Regions from separate parts of the Sus scrofa genome. Here region 2 is linked to region 1. The links are chromatin contacts, called in public Hi-C maps. All regions are on one chromosome and are shown on one strand. The core of a region is the stretch at or near the end of the contact, and the rest is flanking DNA. Distances in the headings are between cores, read along the strand shown. Region 1 has its middle 43 kb from the start of AZIN1. Region 2 has its middle 24 kb from the start of KLF10.

The links. Hi-C and Micro-C count contacts between places; a contact is called where the count stands out from the background.
Region 2: a Hi-C map of liver shows a contact between it and region 1, with 2.2 times the contacts expected there. The contact joins two enhancer-like sites. A contact is called at or near these places in 5 of 47 Hi-C or Micro-C datasets (alveolar macrophages, embryonic fibroblasts, epiblast stem cells and 1 more) and 2 of 2 datasets of contacts at active chromatin or transcription factors (alveolar macrophages and skeletal muscle).

The regions. Positions count from the first base shown.
Region 1 is chr4:34,267,873-34,271,022 of Sscrofa11.1, reverse strand. No RefSeq gene overlaps it. Among named protein-coding and RNA genes, the nearest start is that of AZIN1, 43 kb to the right of the region's middle. Within about 2 kb of position 1,707, at least 67 of the 83 cell types and tissues checked have an H3K27ac peak or open chromatin away from gene starts, as enhancers often do. A contact at or near this core is called in liver, where this site is marked.
Region 2 is chr4:34,452,301-34,455,450 of Sscrofa11.1, reverse strand. No RefSeq gene overlaps it. Among named protein-coding and RNA genes, the nearest start is that of KLF10, 24 kb to the right of the region's middle. Within about 2 kb of position 1,675, at least 3 of the 83 cell types and tissues checked have an H3K27ac peak or open chromatin away from gene starts, as enhancers often do. A contact at or near this core is called in liver, where this site is marked.

The sequences.
Region 1 (3,150 bases), core at 458-2,957:
AGTCCACCAGTTTCCCCAAAGGGCAACCACACAGGGTCCAGGACCTTCTGCTACTAACACCTTCCATACCCATTCCTAGCCAGTATTTCTGCCCTTTGATGTCACAGGACTCTAGCATCGTCTCCCCCTCAGCAAATCAGACCCCTTGGTTCCCCGGAGCTGTCATTTTTAACTTCTGCAGAGGCCTGGCCTACAGGGTTTCCCAGAAGTCTGGCTCAGAGTTATTTTGAGCTGGCAGAAATGAGCCACCCATCTGCACACGTGGGATTAGGCTGTCCGAGGAGAAGGGGCCCGGGAGCTCTCGTTCTCCCTGAGTTTGAATGAGGGTCACGTGGGGCAAGAGGCAGCTCACGTGGTCCTGGAAGGCAGTACTGACAAACAGCTCTGGACAGATCCAAACGGGTTTTGTTCTCCCGGCTGTGGTGCTGCTTCCGCCTGCAAGAGGAGACACAGACGACACCCCCTCCCTGGGCTGGCATCACTTGTTGAGCTGTGGCTTTGAAAGAACAGCATGGCAAAGCTGGAAAAGAGACTGAGAATAAATTCCAGCAGGGGGCCCACCAGTGGCAGTTGTGTTTGCTCCTGGTTGCAGGGGGCGGGGAGAGGGGGTCATGGGGGGGGGTCCATGGGTGGGGGGAGTGAGGTGAGATGGAGGGCAGGGGAGGAAACCCAGGCACCTGTGGAGGTTTGCCGCCTTGACTTCCTGGCTCCTCTCCCTTCCTGATTGATTAGGCAGGAAAAACCGTAAGGGTTTACAGAAGTTTCTAGGTGCCACTTAGGCCACTGCAGGTGGGTGCTTCTTAAAGGGTCTCTAGCCCTTCTTGAGCATCCTGGAACCACAGGAGGCAGCCTCTCAAGGGGGTTGCTGAACAGACAGTGGCAGACCACAGCACCCAAAGCCTCTGGCCTCTTACCACTCGGAAGCAGCCCAGACTCCTCAACGTGTCTCATTCCTTCCTGCAGCTAATCCATTTTCTCTGCTGAGGGGATTTTGGCTTAAATTCCCAGGGAGTAGGAAATCCACCTTTCCAAGGACTGCAGTTATGTCCTTATCACGTGCTTAAATGCTTCTTCCTTCTTTTGCATGCTTCCTTTCTTCTTCCTACGACTCCCCCCACCTTCCCTGGACAGCCAACCACCCTGGGTTTACTTAGGCTCTCCAATTCTTCGACCCTTGGACGTACATCCCCTTTGAAGGGTGTGAGGTGGGAGAGCCTCCCGTCCCAGCCCCAGCGCCGTCCCACCGAGGTCCGAAAAGGCAATTAGGTTAGGCCAGTGCATTCCTTCAGGTCCAACCCCAAGCAGGCAGGGCTTGGCCAGAGCTGCTCCCATCAAAGAGATCTGGGCTGCATTATCCAGACGGAGGTGAAGGTTCCCTGGTGGCCTGGGGCCCAGGGTGTCCACCCGCGGTTCTTCTCCTCCCCCAGAAACGTGGCCTGGGGCCTTTCCCAGCAAGGGCCTCTCCCTCCCCCACCGCTCCCCGAGCCACCCACCCAGCGCCGGCTCCAGCACGTGGCTCCTGGCGCAGGTTTCCTCCCCGCCCCGGCGGCTCCGCTGGGTGGTTTTCACCCTCCCTGTTCCCCCCCACAGCCAGCCCCCCACCCCGTGACTTCTTGTAAAAGGTCTGCTCGTCCCCACCCACCTCCGCCCTCCCGCGGCTGCCAGGGCCGAGCCGCCTCCGCTCCCCACCGCCTCCCCCGGAGGCAGCGCTTTCTCCCCGCCCCTGGCAGCGGGCTCGGCTTCGGAAACTGTTGACTCAGAGGGTGGCCGGGCGGCCAGCGTCTGATGTCAGCTTGGAGTTGGGCCAAGGGAGCGGAGAGGCGAGGGAGGGGGGAGGAAGGTGCCGGAGGCAGGCGGGCGGGCGGGAGCGGGAGGGCTGGGGGAGGACGGCGCTGGGGGCGCGGGAGGAGCCCGGCGCGGGGTGCGGGGTGCGGGGTGCGGGGCCCGGGGTGTGGAGTGGAGCCCGCCCCGGGGGGACGCCCGGCCGCGGCGGGGGACTGCTCTCGGCTCCTCAGCTCGGCGCTGCGCGCTCGGCGGCTGCGGCTGCCCGGGCGCCCGTGAGTCACGGTGCGTCACCGGAGCAGATGCCCGGGGCGGCTGGAGGCTCCCGGGCTCCCGCTGACTCATCAGAAAGCCCTGCCGCGCGGCCCGGGGGGCGGGGCGGGGAGCGGCCCGGGCAGGCGGCCGCCGAGGTCGTTTGAGGCGCTCGGAGCCGGAAAAGCCCAAGAAGGAGGCTGTGGCGGGGGCGCCGTGTCGGCACGGAGACGACTGGCAGCTGCCAGAGTCACCTGCGGCGCGGGCTAGTGGCGGGCGACAAAGGGGGGAACAAGTCTCCCAACGTCACCGCAGCCGGCGAGCCGCGACCGGGTCCCGCTCCCCTTCGCGGTTCTCCCTGGGCTGCGCGGGCCCCCACCCGGGGCTCCCCCTCCCCGTGTCGCACACGCTTCGGTGTCGGGAGAAGGCGGTTCCGTGGCACCATCACTGGCCTCCAAGGCGCCCGAGGTCGCAGGGTTCTACCTCGCCTTCTAAAGACGCCGGGTCTCGGTGGGAAAAGACTACACCAGCATCTGGGGCCTCGACATTCTCATCCCCCGCCTCCGTCTTTCTACCCTCCCTCCCCAGGGAAAGCTACTCCGCTGCCCTGCCGTGGACACCGCGTGCCGGGTCAAGGCCTGGCCCCAGCTCTTTCCTGTCGCTGCCGGCTAACCACAAGGGCCCGTGGCACTCAGGAAATGGAGCAGACGGGCTAGGGAGCTATCAGGAAGGGGCATGGGCAGAGAGGATTTGTCTTTGTGACTGTCCACCCTGTCCTGAAACAGGGATAAATTCTGTAGCATTCAGGAAATGTGTGGCTCCTCCAAGCAAGGTGTCCTCCACCCGCTCTGACAGGCAAGGGGAGGAAAGGGCACAGAGGGGTCTGACTGTCCTTGCCCTCCCTGTATCTGGCCAGGGAGATAGCCTGGGCACAGTTTGAGCAGTGACAGAGTGGGAAGTGGGGTACAGGTGCTTACAGAGGCCCTGGTAGAGGCTTCCTGGTGGAGCTGGCATTAGGGCAGGGGCCTTGAAGAGCAAGGATTTAACAGATGGGGAAAGGATGTTTCAGACGGAAACAAACGCCTGGAACCAAAACCCAAGAGGGAGGAAAGAGCA
Region 2 (3,150 bases), core at 426-2,925, 180 kb before region 1:
CCCTTTCTTTGTGTGAATAAAGGTGGCCATCGGGGTCCAGAGTGCTGTACTTCTGGGAACCTGTGAAGAGAAGACAGAGAAATGCATGGTGCCAACCAGAGAGTACATGAGGTTGGGTTCCAAAAGATTCACCATTAATCCATACTAGTTGGGTTTGTTTCCCCTCAGCCACATCGGGAACTCCTGGAAAGCATTATTTTCAAATCAGAAGTCCACATGCAGATCAAGAAACCCTGTTGTATAAGGCAATTTTTAAGCAAAACCTCCAAAAGCTGGATCTCCATAAGACAAAGCAAGGATTCAAGCAAAATGCCACGTTGCTACCAGAAACCTGGAGATAAACAGAACATCTTTGAAATACAATTAAAAAACAATTCACAGGGAGCTCCCATCATGGCTCAGCAAATTAAGAACCTGACTAGTATCCGCGAGGATGTAGGTTCAATCCCTGGTCCCGCTCAGTGGATTAAGAATCCGGCGTTGCAGTGAGCTGTGGTGTAGGTCATGGACTCGGCTCTGATCCCACATTGCTATGGCTGTGATGTAGGCTGGCAGCTGTAGCTCTGATTTGACCCCTAGCCTGGGAACTTCCATATGCCTCAGGTGCAGCCCTAAAAAGCATAAATAAATAAATAAATAAATAAAAGGAAGCAAGAGAGAAAGAAAGAAAAAGAGTTCATAGGCAGTTCCTGCTGTGGCACAGTGGGTTAAGAATCTGCCTGCAGCAGCTCAGGTCCCTCTACAGAGTTGAGGGTTCGATCCCCGGCCTGGTGCGGTGGATTAAAGGATCCAGTGCTGCCGCAGCCGAGGCTCAGATTCAATCCCTGGCCAGGGAACTTCCACATGCCATGAAACACACACACATACACACACATCCCACCACAATTCACAAACCTCGGAGCAGCTATTTTTAAAGAAATAATTAGAAGCTCTAGGAACGTGCTTTTCATGCTGAGAAGCTCACTGGACTCCACTGGCTCCTGCTCCCAATATACGGGAGTGAGTCTGCAAGAATAAACAGGAGATGGACGGAGCACTCACAGGAACCATGTAGGTTTGAAGTACGTGAGCATTTTCACACCGTAACACAGTCAGCAGATTTCTGGTTCCATTCTAGCCAGGTGCCTCTCATCGGACCATTCAAAACTGCCCAGGATTTAACAGCCATTCCTACCATAGAGGGAGACTTTCCTTTATGGAATGCTCAGGGGAAATCAGTTCATTTTGAAGTGGTTGGAGTTTGATCCTGTGAGACCATCAGAACTTTCCACCAGAGGTAAATGAAGAGATTCTGGGCTTTATTCAGTGCCTGATTAACACGGGTGTCCCAGCGGTACTTGCTAATTCTCCTTCTATTTTTATCCCTCTCCCCACATCTTAGTACCTTTGACCTACTCTGAACTCAGACCCCAGATCTATTAGAGAGATGTTATCAGGCTTTCTTTAAAAATGGACAGGTGATAAAATAAAGTTAACCTGGAAGCAGCAGCTAAGCAAGGGGAATGAAAACATCAGAAGTTATCTACAGCCACAGGCATCCAAGGCTCTGTCTTATCTGCTGGGTAATAAAAACAGGACCTTCCTAAAATTGAAGGACATCCATTCAAATAAGTCAAATTGGTGCTTGCCTCTGACTCTTGGGGGGATTGCTCCAAAGCTTAACCAGTGTTTGCTGATTACAAATCATTGGCATGGGTTTGAAACACCTGTGTGCTAGGAAAGTTGGGATGGGGCACAGGGCAGTGGGAAGGTTGTTTTGCCATTGGGAAAAAAATAAAACACAAACATCTCTGAGAACAGGGATTATTAAGAGGGTGGTTGAAGGAAGGAATGGGGAGAAAAGAATATCTCCTCTGAAGTGAGGGTATTTTTTTCAAAAGACTAGGATTGAGTCTCAGTTTAAGGAGGACACTTTTAAATAGTTTGGACAGCTCAAAACTGAACTGAAAACTGAGGGAGCCAAAAACAACATAAAAAAAAAAAAAATCCTGGCAAAGCAGCAGGTGGATGAAGAGTTGGTTTCGCATAGTTTTGAACTCAGGAGTAAAGAAGCAGAGGCAGCCTCTCCAGAGGCTCTGAAATTCTCTGGAATCTATGTGTCTGTTGCAGGCCGAAGAGGGTGGAAGTGGGGTATTTCTTCCTCAAAGTCTCCCAGGGCACCCATCCCTCCCTACCTCACCCCGCTTCTCCATTCACCCTTCCTCCCTCCACCTCCAGAATCCCAGGGGCATACTTCTTAAACTTGAGCCACCAGGGACCATCTCTGCCGCCCAGATTCTTCCCGGAGCCTGGCAAGGTATGGAACTGGAAGCCAGGCTTCAAGGCTGCAGGGGGCACGGTGGGACCTGGAGCCTTAAAGCCCACACATCCTTCAAGGGGATGGAGGACTGGATCTTCCTAACAGCACTTCTCACGGGTCAGCTGCTCCCTATTTGACGGTGATCAGTACAGGACCGTCCCCCTCCATTTCGCTCCAAGGTCCCTCAAGGTCTGTGATAGCGCAGATTCTGACCTCTTTCGTTGGCTGAGTCCAGCGCCTCAGGGGTCCCTTCAGTACCCCACCCCCAGCCCCCGCCCCCCTACTTTATCTAATTAAGGAAGGAGCGCAGAGGGACTTGGCTGAATCAAGAGACCTGCAAGCCTGAGCATGAGTTTGAAGCCCGAGAGCCTGAGACGCAATTGAATATTATTGGAACCCTCTGTGAGCAGGAGGGGAGGGGAGGGGAGGGGAGAGGGGTTAGGCGGCTGAGTCCCACCGCAGCGGGTCCAGCCCCAGGACCCCCCACCCCGTCGCCATCGGGAACAGCGGCGCTACGACTCCTGCAGAGACTCCCGCTCCCGATTCCCCTCAGTTGGGGCAGGTCCACCCTCTCTGAACCCCCACCGGGCAGAGCCAGCGGGGGAGACCAAAGGCGAGACGGCCAAATTTCCCCTGGACGAAGACACTGGGCGCAGCTCTTCCGAAAGAGCAGCGGCGGCTCAGAGCGACCCCCTGCCCCTGAAAAGTTGCTCTGGCGCTGAGGTCAAGGTCAGGTTCAAGATTAGACCAACTTACCTGGAGCAGCCCCAAGGGAAGATGGGGCTTCAGCCGGCTTTGTCCGTTGCCAGCTCGGAGGCAGCGGGCAGGGTAGGGGTCAGGGTCGGGGGTCG